Regions from separate parts of the Mus musculus genome. Here regions 2 and 3 are each linked to region 1. Evidence: chromatin contacts called from public HiChIP or PLAC-seq and promoter capture Hi-C data. All regions are on one chromosome and are shown on one strand. Each heading gives the region's core, a stretch centred on a gene start, on an enhancer-like site or on the middle of the called end of the contact. The rest is flanking DNA. Distances are from core to core; before and after follow the strand shown. Region 1 overlaps Rec114 (REC114 meiotic recombination protein). Region 2 overlaps Cd276 (CD276 antigen). Region 3 holds the start of Hcn4 (hyperpolarization-activated, cyclic nucleotide-gated K+ 4).

Region 1 (3,819 bases), core at 1,157-3,656:
GGGTGGGCGAGAGGGAAGACAGTGAAGTCTGGTTTAGTAAACCAAGAAAGAAGATGGAAGCATCCGCATTCGTGGAAGCGCTTAGTGGGATTGCGGTGTGCAAGGGGAAAGCGGCAGTTCAGACATGTCTGAGGTGGGAGACGTGAAGAGTTTTGCTCTGCTCTGCCTTCTGAACGTGGCTTGCTTTCCTTCCTCATTGGGAATTCAGGAAAGAGCCAGGGCTGTAGTGATTGGAGCTGAAAGGATCTGAGCCACTCAAGCCGGCTGTCCATCCCATCAGCCCTTGCTCTTTGCCAATAGCCCCCAGCTTCTTTGAAAGTCTTAGAAAGCTCTGTGCTGGAGACCTGCTATTTAAAGGTGACTGAGCCTGAGGTGTGGTAAAGACAGCACTGAGTGAGGTAGCAAAGGAGTCGCAGAAGCCGAGACAGATGTGCTGTGTGTGAGAGGGAAGGGGCGAGTGGTCAGCTCTGTTGCTGCCACAGCTTGAGTACGATTTTTAAACATCAATTGCTAGATTATTAAATAGGGAGAGGTGGAATTTTGAAAATGCTGTAGCAATTGGGCAGGGAAATTTGGATGGATATTTGAACAGTGAAAGTGAATAGCTTAGCTATTGTCTTAAAGTAGAAACCAGGTTGCAAGTAATATGAGCCCATCTTCTGTTCTTGTAAATGAGTAAGACCCACTGCCTCACAAAATTGCACAGAAATGGGGGAGGGCGTCAGTGCAGTGGGCCCAGGGGCTCGCACACCATCACTGGCTGCCCCTGTCTCCCAGCTCTGCATTCTGTGCTCCAGAGGGGTCCCAGCGACTTACTTACCTTCCAGACAAACAATGCTAATGGAAAGAGCATTCCTTCCAGCATGTATACAGGCTTTACTGGCTTATGTGCACACTCATGCACACCCATAGCACACAGCGCAGAGGTCAGAAGCAGGTACATACGCTGACAGTCACCTGTCCACCTCTGGAGCAAGGGCAGGTAAGAGGCCAGCCTTGTCTGGATCCTGTGAATGGGGTCAGCTAGTTTTTCAAAGGAAAATGAAGATGTTTCCATAGAGAAGAGTACCTGCTACCCAGACAGAGCTAACAGATGCCCACTTTGTTGTGAAAAGAAGCCTTTGGTCCAGTGCATCTGAGCACTGCATAGGCTCTGCACTTTCTCCTTTGGCACAGAGGGACACATGGTTCTATGTGCTGGGGTGGCTCTGAGGAGCACTGACTAGTTCTGCTTGAATTAATTTTTAGAGCTAAAGACCAACTAATTTAGGCCAACGAGCTTAGTATTTCAAACTCACATTGCCAGAAGGTAGAAAATGATATTATTTTGATAGCTAAAACTGTTTTGTTGTTGTTTTTGTTTTTCGAGACAGGGTTTCTCTGTGTAGCCCTGGCTGTTCTAGAACTCACTCTGTAGACCAGGCTGGCCTCGAACTCAGAAATCCACCTGCCTCTGTCTCCCGAGTGCTGGGATTAAAGGCGTGCGCCACCACTGCCCAGCCTAGCAAAAACTTTTTAGCATAGTGTGAAGACCTTTTTGAGAAACCGTGTTTCTCGGTTGAACCTGCCCATGATCCTACAGCCATGTGTAGGGTGCCCTGCATTTCCTCAGTCGCATTTGTCGTCTTGTCTCTCTGCCTTCACCCACACTGCACCACCTACTTTTCCTTCTACCCAGGACCTTCCACTTGTCTTTTAAGTGACAGTGTACGCTTTGGTGAAGATATGGGCAGCTTCTCTTTAATGAGGTCTAACCTACATCTACTAAAAGTCATCTGGGTGTCCCCCACCCCCACCATCAATATAAAGAACACCTATTTTGTCCTGAGAGGTAACCTTTCCCAAGTGGGAGGCCAGAAAAAACACCAGTTTAGGTCTTCTTATTCTCATACTCTTGTATCGGCTTTTTAGTTTTTAGATTTGTCTTCTTGTTCTTCAGTGCTCGAGCACAGGTAGCTTTCTCTCTCTCCTTCCCTGCCTGTCGGCACTGCAATTCCAGTTTGTTACTGACTCGTTTTGCTTGAGGCTGAATAACTGTTGTTAGCCTGCTGAGCTTTCTAACATCTCATACTCGGGCGATTTCTGGTCAGACGTGATTCTTACGTTGTGAAGCACTAGTTCTTTTTATGCCCCTTAAAAGAGTTTTGGGGATTTGAAACAAGTTATGTACTTACCATCAGTTTGGCCCTTTGGAAACTTGTTTTGACTCTCTCTAGGGTCAGGTAGAGCGGCCTTTACCCTGCAGTCGATTCCACAGAATTCTGAGGTGTGCCGTGTCCTGAGCAGCCTCTGCATCCAGGGAAGGCTTTCAACTCTAGCTGCAGAAAGTGTTCTCGCCTGTGGTATCCTGGGACTGCTGGGCTGTCTCCCTGGTGCAGTTTCTCATTCCAGAGGTTACTCTTGACCAGGGGTGGCGTCATCTCTTCAGTGCCGAGACTGCAGGTCAGCCAGAGGTCTCGGGATCCTTGAGGCAGGTTTCTGAAACTGTGCCAAAGAGCAGTCTGCTTCCAGCCATCCTGTAACCAGCTCCAGCCACATCTGCTTTTCCCCATCTCCTTCTTCTCAACTCATTGAGCTCAGTAGGTTCCTTCTCTTTGTCAGTCTGGATTCCTTTTTTAATTTGTAAAGGTTTTTGAGATGGGGGAGGGTAGAGAGATGACTCAGGAGTTTAGGACACTTGTTTCTCTCACAGAGAATCTTGGTTTGATTCCCAGACCCATATGGCGGCTCACAATCAACCCTAACTCCAGTTCCAGGGGATCTGACACACCCTCCTTTGACCTCTAGGCACCAGACATGACACATGATACACATACATACAAGCAGGCAAAACACACATACACATAAAAATCTATAAATCTTTTTTTAAGGTTTAGATAGAATTGTATGTAGCCCAGGCTAGCCTTAAAGGTGCTAAGTAGCCAAGAATGACCATGAACTCTGGTCTTCCTTCCTCCCACATGCTGGGATTCAGGATGTGTACCAGCATGCCTGGCTTCAGTCTGGAAATTGATTCCAAGCACAAAGCCTCAGTGATCAGAGGCACACCCTGCTTGTGTCCCTTTCCCCAGCTCCCACAATTCTCCTGCACTTGCTTGCTTCTCTGTGTGTGTCCACGATGCTTCTAGAAGTTGTTCAGTCTGAAGTTGTTTATAACATGGGTAGAGTTTGTGACCATCTTAGTCCTCTTAGGCAGAAATGACGCGATGGCTTTTCTCCTAGTTTCCCTTTAAAACCAAGTAAGTGAAACTGCAAACTGAAAGACCTATGGGAATGATGGATGTGGGCCACCATGCTAGGCTGGAAGTCCTCCATAGATACTCAAGTTCATAAATAAACAAGGAACAAAAATTCAGGTTTTTTTGTTTGTTTGTTTTGCAACTTCTAGTGAATTAATGAGTGTAGGCAGTGCTTATCCTAACTGCTAAATTCACACGCATAGGACAGGACACACTTATGTGTGGTAGAGTCACGCATTGTGGTCTAGCAAAATCCAAGGAAAGATGAGCCCGGATTTGATCAAGTTCTTGATCTATGAGGCATACAAGAGACAGGATACATATGAAAAGCATGCTTGCAGGCACAAGAACAGAGTTTAGTTGAGGGTGAGTCTAGGGGTTACGACTAACAATGGGCTGTGAGTAGCTTTGCTCTTCCTGTTTGTATGCAGTATGCATGCATTGGTGTGGGTGTGCTTCAATGTATGGGTGCACGTTTGCAATTAGAAGCCAGTGGTCAGCTTTCAGTGTTACTCCTTAGGAGCCATCCACTTCAGTTTTGAGGCAGCATAGCTTCCTGGGACCTGGTTTTGCTGATTAG
Region 2 (3,932 bases), core at 535-3,034, 130 kb after region 1:
TAAGACTGTACAGTGAAGTGGCAGAGCCCCAAACCTTGGGCTCATTTTCTGTCATTGTGTGTGTGTGTGTGTGTGTGCTCGCGCGCGCTTGGGTGGGCACTAGCTGTGGAAGCCAGTGGACAACCTTGACTGCTGAGCCTCAATTGTCGTCCACCTTGTTTTTTTATTTAGTTGCTTCTGTTTTGAGACTGGCTCTCTCACTAGCCCACAGCTCACTAAGCAGGCTGGGTTGGTTTGCCAGTAAACCTAAGGATCTGTCTTTGTTCACCTCCCCAGTCCTGGAGCGAGTACCACCATGCCTGGTAGTCCCTGAGTTCTGATGATCACATTCAGTTCCTTCTGCTTTCGAGCCTTGGTCTTTCATACGCTGCCATATCAAGGAGATGTGCTTGAGAGGCAGCAGATGGGGCTAAGATGAATCTCACATTGCCCAGCCTTACGTGGAGAGCTGCTCCAGGTCCTCAGGACACACTCGGAGGCTATGATGGCTCTCAGATGCCACACAGCAGCCCTCGTGGAATCTTAAAGTGCACCTTAGTGAAAGGCATGTCTGCCTTCTGTATTGGGTCTGCTATTTGAGAACATGCAGACACATTAGTCACCTTTGTGCCCACGGCCTCTGCTACAGGTATTCCATGCATTATTAAAGGGATTGTCCAACGCACAGGCGAATCTACATATATATATAAGGGTTCCTTCAGTTGTACACGACAGAAACTTAGCTGGTCCTGGATTAAGGGGGAAAAGATTGGCCCATCTAGGTCTGCATTGGGTGATGTCTTAAGAGTGTCCTTGGGTCCTAAATCTTCTGGGATTGGTTGAATCTGCATGCAGTAGCTTCAAAAGTGAGAATGGCTGTCTCTTACCTACAGTGTCTCTACAAGAGGCCAAAGCACTCTGTAGTCTTTCGTGGGGGTGGGGGTGGGGGCTCCCTGGAGTGTCTAGGCTGGATTACAATGATGGGCTTCCTGAGTCCAGAATGAAGGAGAAGAATCAAAGGGAACAAGGCTAGTGTCCACTCTGGACGCCTCTCCTGGGCCTTCTGGAGTGAGGAACAGCTATGCTCTGGGAAACTCAACTCTGCCTGACCAGGAGAGGGACTCTTTGATCCCACATATTCAACAGACATTCACAAGTGATTCTAGGTAGGGGTAAAGCCCAGTAGCAGGAAATAGCTTGCAGCATGAGAAGGCATCCTAGGAAAAGCCTTCAGTGACAAGTAGAGATATGTAGGTCTTCTCTTGTAACTATTGTGGAGCCATGGGAGATTCCTAAGCAGGGGAGGACATGAGCTGATTCCTGTCTTAGGTCTCAAGAGAAGGCACCTGAGAGAATTGAGTTTGGTAGGGGTGATATGTGGGACTTACAGGATCAGTAAAGGGGTCCCTGGTGGCCCTAGATGGCAGGCTTAGGCAGCCAAGTGAGGGGGTCCAAAAATCGCTGACAGACTCCGGATTTGTTTTTGTTTTGAGACGGCATCTCTTGTGACCCAGGATGGCCTTGCCCTCACTCACTACATAGCTAAGAATGGCCCTGAACTCCTGATCGTCCCGCTTCTGTCTGGGAATGCCCAGCTTACCGGCATGTACCACCACACCTGGTTTAAGAGGGGCTCAGAGGTTGAACCAGGAGCTGTGTACTTGCTGGGACAGCACTCCGCCAGCTGGGCCACATCCCAGCTCCCTGGTTTTGCTTCTGTTTAGAAGTAAACAAGGACAGAAGCCTTAGAAGCTGGCAGCTCTGTAGGCTTTAGCTTCCCGTGGCACGTAGCCAGCAGTACAGGCAGCTGCCTGCTAGGTTTTCCTGCAGGCTGACGGTGCCCTTGTCAGGCAGGAAGTGGTGTCCCCAAGGGTGCCACTATGAATTGGGGCTGCTGACTCAGCACCTAGACAGCCAGGCTTTGAGGCCACCAGACTTTGGACTGGAAGCATCTGGAAAGGAAGTGGCTGCCCAGGGCTTCCCCCGCAGTGAACCGTGGACAGCCAGGGAAGTGGGTGGCTGGCCAGGATGCAGGGTTTGGCTGAGGGACTCCCTCTGTGCAGCTGCCTGACATGGGGGGGGGGTCGAGAAAGTGTGTGATAGGGATGGAAGGGTTGTCCCTGTGTACCTGAGGCTAGACCACATGCTTGGCTGTAGGCAGCATTTGCTCCATCAGAGGTAAAAAGGAGTTCGGAAGGATTGGGCTCTTTCAGCTCCTGTGTTTGGGTTTGTTTATGTATTTGTTATGTATTGTTATGTATTTGTTTGGTTCTCCTGCTAAATGTGACCAAGGCCTACGGTCTATCTCTGGAGGTGGTCATGGATACAAAATGTTCATATTCTTGCTAATTACTGTTAGGTGGGACGGGTGGACATGGGTCACATGGCTTGAGCAGGCAACAGCAAGAGACACAAGAAGTGCCTGCAGCCTGCCTGAGTCAGGCACCTGCAAGCTAAACCCAGGGGAGTCTGGGACCACCCTGGGCTAGGCTTGGTCTGTTGTAAGCGATCCAACTCTTGCTGAGGCCTGACGCTGACCCCAGCCCTGCCCCTGGTCTCTTTCTTCTCTGCTGGGCCTTGGTTGTTTGGTACATGTGTATTAAACTAGCAGATGTCTCTCCCAGACTCCACATCCTTACATTTCTGCTACTCCTAGCTAGGGCTCTGTCCTGGGGTTTCTGCACACATGCTCCTAACCTAACATGCCTTGGACAAAAGGCTCCACATTTCCTGCCCCAATAACCAGGTCTCAGAACCAAGTGTCTTGACAGTTGCCTTCCCGTGTCCTATGCTCTCAGATACTGTCACTGTGATCTCTTCCTGCCTTATCACTCGGCTGGCCCCTTTCATCTACCCTGCACATGCTATCGAAGTAGCCCTGACAATGTGGTTTCTTTATTCCAGAACCCTCAGTGGCTCCTGGCTACCTTTAGTAGTTGAGTAGACGTTTCAAGTTGAACCCTAAGTCTGTCTAAAGTCTACCCCTTTACTGTCCCATTTCTCCCATCAGCCAAAGTGACCTGGTACAGCCTGGACCCCAAGCTCATCGGCTTTGTCTGGCTGGCCGCCTGGCCTCTTCCCACTTGGATTTGGATGATCCTGAGGCCTTTGGAGGAACTTCGAGACAAAGGCCCCTCTTCCTCTTCCACGGGCAGGAGCAGCCATTCGCCACGGAGAGCCCAGCTGTCAGCTGTCTCACAGGAAGATGCTTCGAGGATGGGGTGGCCCCAGTGTGGGTGTGTGTGTGCGCACAGCACTGGGGGTGCTGTGCCTCTGCCTCACAGGTGAGGGGAAGGGTCATGATCATGATGGTATGTGGGGATGTCCACTCCTCCCTGGGCTCCAGCCAGGCTGTCTCTGTCTTGAAGAAGCATATTGATTTCCATCTCTGGGCTCCACAGGCCACCAACCTCCTTTACCTTAGCCTCTGCTTCTTCATCTGTAAAATGGGACAGTATGCTATGATAATGCAAGTTCCTGAACACACTGTGTGAACTCTGCTCAGGACCATTGCCGAAAACTTTCTGTCCTCAGACACAGGCATGACTCCATTCTTTATTTTGTTGCAAACCTTTGCTCAGATGACAGGTCATCAGCATGCTTTCTTGACTACTTTGTATAAAACAACATAGCACTCTTCCTCCCTCCCTAAATCATCCCTGCCCCGAGCGCTTTATTACATTCTTCCTATAATTTACCTCCACTGGACATATGGTTCCTTTGCTTATTGCCTGTTGTCACCTCGCTCATAAGGCAAGGTCTAACCTCAGGGACTGAATGGATGATTGCTATGTTCACAGTGCTCTGTCCCCATGCTGAATAAATTCCCACCTAGTGCTTGGCTAAGTAAATGCCCTGTTTAGGTAGTCATCCACCTTATGGAGAAAACAAAGCCAAGTGTCTGGCGCCATCTAGTGGTCATCAGAGACAACACCATCTCTATCCGTGGGTGT
Region 3 (4,221 bases), core at 995-3,494, 150 kb before region 1:
AAGAGACAGGAGAGAGTGGGGACTCAGAACCTTGACTGAGACAAAGGCATAACCCCTCGTGGACACAGCTCAGTGGTATCTCCTGATCACTGGCATTAGACTCGGGAGGTCCAAGAGGGGACAGGATCTCTCTCCCTAACTGGTCTAGGAACCCATGAGAGATCTTGTAGTCGCTAGAGTTTAGGCCATTGGGATGGAGATGGGACACTGGACCAGTTGGGGATCAATAGATAGCCGCACGTCAGTCAGGACAGCAGACATCTTCACTGTGAGCAAGGTCACTCTGCCCTGGCAGTGTGGAAGTTAACGGTGTAGGGTACCTGCTCCTGGTACACCACTCAACATGAGGGGCTGAGTAAAGATGTGCAGAGGACTTTCATCCTAGGCCTGAGGCCCCAGCAACCTCGACTGAGGAATCTGGCGGCAGCTTCACAGGCCCAGCAAAGATATTAATACCTGCAGTCAGCACCCAAGGAGCTGACCCAGCTGCTAAGATGGCTATCTCCCTCCATGGCCCTTCTCTGCAAGCTGAAGGACCTAGAGCTGTCTCTAGGACGGCCACCTTGACTCTGCAGCCTCTAAGGGGGAGGTGCGTGGCTTGGACAAGCAGTGCTCTACCCTGGCTGCAAGCATGGCTAGGCCAAACTCAGAACACCTTTGAGCTTGCCTCCAAAGTGGCCCAGACCCTGGAGGAGAGAAAACAGGAGCCTGAAGACTGAGGAAGTTCCCAGTGTACTGCAGGAGGTCCGGGGGTTTCTGGGACGCTCCAGGCATCCCACTTCTCTTGGAGCTCCCAGCGCAAGGAAGTAAAGTTAACTCGGGCTGGGAGGCTGGACTGGGAAGAGAGCCTGCAACTACACAAGGCATCCACTGGCATCCCCAACCTGGCCTCTTACCTGAAGTCACTGTAGGGGTGGATAATCCAAAACCCTGCTGACTTAACCCTCTCCTGCTCGCGCTCCACCGCTTTCTGGCTGCCGAACATCCTTAGGGAGAATTTGTTGACCCCAGGTTGCAGCATGGCACCGAACTGGCGCTGCATGAAGCCGCTCTGGCCCAGGCGCACCTCGGCCTCGGGGAGGATCTGGTCGCTGGCGGCCGCGCCTCCCTCCACTTTGATAGCGGTGTCCGCCGAGGGCTGCTCGCAGGAGGCAGAGGCCGGCTGCGGCGGCTGCTGGGGCGGCGGCGAGGCTGCGGGTTGTGCCGCGGTGGCCGGGCGCTCGGGTTCGGTCGCCAGGCCCGGGGGCGTCCTGTCCTCGCCGGGGGACGCATCGCCCTCAGCGGCGATGAGCCGCCGTTCCTCCGCGGAGTCATGCAGGTGCCCGAGACTGCTGCCGCCCCCTGCTCCACCACTGCCGCCGCCCCGGCTGCCCAGCGAGGCCAGACTCCCGCGGAAGCGCCTGCAGTCACCGTTGGTGCTGGACTTGCCGGCGCTGCGGCCCGGCCCCTCGCTCTCTGTCGCCCCGAGGGCCGCACCCCGGGACTCCGAGCAGCCCGCAGCCACCGAGGGAGAGGGCGAGGGCAGCGGCCGCAGCCGGATGCTCCTTCGGCTGGGGTCCTGGCGGCCCCCGGCCCCTTCTTCCTCACCATCCTCTTCCTCGTCCATGATCCACGCCTTGGCCCCCACCTGCTGCGGAAGGCTGTAGAGCCGCTTGCGCATGGACGGCGGCAGCTTGTCCATGGTGCCAGGGATTGGGCCGGGGGCAGCGGTGCGGGTGCGGCACGGGGGACCCGCTCCAGGTGCGCCTGCCAGTGAGGACGCGTCCTTCGCTGCCTCACGAGCCCATGATCGCGCGGGCTGCGCGCCGAGGGGAGGCTCCTAGTCCGGCTGCAGGTCCCCGGGTTCGCCGCGCTGCACCTCCTCCCGGGCCCGGCTTGGGCGCGGGGACCCCACGCTCCCTCCCTCTTTTCCCTCCCTCCTGCGATCAGGGGCGCGGCGCGCGGCCCGGCTCCAGGCGCCCCGCCCCCGCGGGGAACAATGGGCGCGGGCAGCGGCGGCGCTGCGGCCACCGCGCTCCGGGAACCGCTCCCGAGCGCAGAGCGCACTGCCCGCGCGGTTCCCGGGAGTGCGTCCGGCGGGTGTCTGGGGCTGTCAGCGCGTGTGACCGCCCGGGCTTTGCAGCTGGTCACCCGGGTTCTCGCTTTGCCTCCTCTAGCTGAGCCCAGCCGGCCGAGTCCTGGGGACTCCCGCCGCAGCGGAGCGGAGCCCAGCGGCCCGCCGGGCTTACATCAGCCTCCGCCTCTCCCGGAGCGCCCTCCGGCAGCGCTCGGGCTCCCGCGCCCCGGAATATTCATGAAGCCGCCGCAGCTCGCGGGTTGCCATAGGAGCGGCTTCTGCAGCCCGGCCTGCCTACCTGGGCTTCTTAAAGGGGCAGCGGCGTCCCAGCCCAGACATAGAGGGGGGCGGAGGGGGCCGGGCCCCGCGAGGGGCGCAGGGCGGAACCTCGCCAGACCTTAGGGACTGAGGTAGGAGGTGTCCTTACTCCTGTGCGCGTAATGATTCCTGCTGGCCACGGACTGAGAGCTCCCGCTGGGGCTCAAGATTTGGGGGCGGGGTTTCCCAGTCTCTCCCGCGAGCTTCGGGCTTTCCTTGCCTAGCCCGCTGTCTCCACGCTAGGGTCTCCGACCCTCCTCCGGGGAGGCGTGCCGGTCGTAAGGCTGCGGAGCGGCTGCTTTCCCGCAACTCGCCTGGAGAGGGGGTTTCCGGAAAACGCTTCGAGTCCGGGCGGCTCCCAGGGTTTTCCTGAGCCAGGGGCGGGGGGCGAATCCCGCGTGGGTCTTCCCCGGCGCGGCGAGGAGGGCTTGCGGGAAACTCTCCAGGCGCTCACTGGGCGCGCGGGTGGACCCACTTCTGCGAGGTAAGACTTCGAAGAAATGCGCCGACAGTAGCAGTCACAGATGCGGGATCCCAGCGCCGGACTTCCCACCACCCACTCCCCAGCGCCTTTCCCGGAGCAATTCGATGTGGGGTTCCCAAGACCAACGGGCTGCTTCCAGAAGGCTATGGGCAGGCTCCTCTGGCGACCTGACACTCTGGGGAAGGCTTTGACTCCCTCGCCTTGTGCTTCCATTCAGTCGAGACATCTGTGTGCACCAGCGTTAGAGGCTTCCATCTCCACCCAGACACACTCTTTAACCGCCCCAGCCCCCATTTGATCCCTCTCTTAATGCACCTGGGCGTCTTCTCGCTCCCTGTATTACATTCTCGATTTAAGGGCAAATCCCAAGCCTAAGGTATAGCTTAGGTATCCACACTTTAGTACAGCCCAACACCCAACATTAGCTCACAAAAAGGTGAAGGGGCGGTTCAGAGGGAGAACTGGCCAGAGAAGGTTGGAGTCTGTGTCAGTAGAGAAACAGACCCGTGGGCAGGAAGGCAAAGGGGTCCTCTACTCTGAGGAATAGCATGAAGTTTACATTTGAAATCTTAGCCCGCTTGTGTCCACACACACATCCCGAGTAGGGATTTGGAAGGCAGCAGGGTTTGGGTGGTGGGCCTTTTCTGCTCTATCCACTGGACCACAGAACTTCGCATGGGGGGTGGGGATGTCTAGGGTGATGACATCACCCGGAGCTGGCATTTCTACTTTTGAGCAGTTCTGAGCTGACAGTTCCCTGCACAGATGCTGGGAGGCACGATCTCTCAGTGTCCTTGGGTCTCCTTGAGGAGTGCTCTTAACTGCCTGAGAGCCCTGTCTGCCTGGTGGTGGATGAAGACCTCCCTTGCTACAATTTCTCTGATCACCAGAAACCACCCTGCAGTGACCCAGCTGCAGGAAGGCACTACACACAAGGCATCTTTTCCTGACTAACCCAAATATTGGTCATGTCTCCACTTCTGGTTCTTATTGAGTGAGTCCCCATTAATCTGAACATCAATGACACCAGGCAGCCCTTGTGCCTCTGGATTAAGTTCCTTGTGTGTGTGGGGGGGGGGGGGAACAAGACTAACTTAATCTCAAAAGCTTGGGCACCACCACAAGGGTGTACAAAGAGCAGAACAATTCTACCAGAAGCAAGGGACCCTGAAAGTTAACTACTGGTGATAAAGGGAACCCCGGGGTAAAGATGAGGATATGACTAAGATTCTGTTTCCTAGGAACCACTGTCCCATGCTGGCCAGGGGCCTCCTGTTGACTCTTCCTCTAACACCTCACTCACCTTCAACTAAATTAGCACAATCCATATAGAGCCAACTCTGGGTATAGATTTGACACTTGG

Evidence for each region. HiChIP or PLAC-seq counts read pairs in DNA pulled down with a chosen protein or histone mark. Capture Hi-C pulls out chosen DNA fragments and counts their contacts.
Region 2: a contact with region 1 is called in a promoter capture Hi-C map of adipose tissue. The contact joins two enhancer-like sites. A contact is called at or near these places in 1 of 15 datasets of contacts at CTCF or cohesin (large pre-B cells), 25 of 484 Hi-C or Micro-C datasets (3T3-L1-derived adipocytes, B cells, B-cell progenitors and 14 more), 7 of 115 datasets of contacts at active chromatin or transcription factors (T-cell acute lymphoblastic leukemia, bone marrow-derived macrophages, embryonic fibroblasts and 3 more) and 4 of 9 other capture datasets (adipose tissue, embryonic stem cells, liver and 1 more).
Region 3: an H3K4me3 HiChIP or PLAC-seq map of embryonic stem cells shows a contact between it and region 1, with 21 read pairs. The contact joins the promoter of Hcn4 here to the enhancer-like site in region 1. A contact is called at or near these places in 6 of 39 promoter capture datasets (the 3T3-L1 cell line, embryonic stem cells, neural stem cells and 1 more), 6 of 484 Hi-C or Micro-C datasets (the C2C12 cell line, adipose-derived mesenchymal stem cells, cortical neurons and 3 more), 14 of 115 datasets of contacts at active chromatin or transcription factors (VIP interneurons, cardiomyocytes, craniofacial prominence and 8 more) and 1 of 9 other capture datasets (adipose tissue).

Annotation. Positions count from the first base shown.
Region 1 is chr9:58,671,373-58,675,191 of GRCm38.p6, reverse strand. All of the region lies in intron 2 of Rec114 (REC114 meiotic recombination protein), which reads left to right. Among named protein-coding and RNA genes, the nearest start is that of Rec114, 68 kb to the left of the region's middle. Within about 2 kb of position 2,406, at least 26 of the 459 cell types and tissues checked have an H3K27ac peak or open chromatin away from gene starts, as enhancers often do. A contact at or near this core is called in the C2C12 cell line, adipose tissue and embryonic stem cells, where this site is marked.
Region 2 is chr9:58,539,998-58,543,929 of GRCm38.p6, reverse strand. Cd276 (CD276 antigen) reads left to right here. Exons shown (of 8, transcript NM_133983.4): 2 at 2,990-3,263. The coding sequence starts at 3,185. Among named protein-coding and RNA genes, the nearest start is that of Cd276, 13 kb to the left of the region's middle. Within about 2 kb of position 1,784, at least 158 of the 459 cell types and tissues checked have an H3K27ac peak or open chromatin away from gene starts, as enhancers often do. A contact at or near this core is called in adipose tissue, where this site is marked.
Region 3 is chr9:58,820,972-58,825,192 of GRCm38.p6, reverse strand. It overlaps Hcn4 (hyperpolarization-activated, cyclic nucleotide-gated K+ 4), which reads right to left and starts at 2,244. Exons shown (of 8, transcript NM_001081192.3): 1 at 897-2,244. The coding sequence starts at 1,681. It also overlaps a transcript of Rec114 not described here.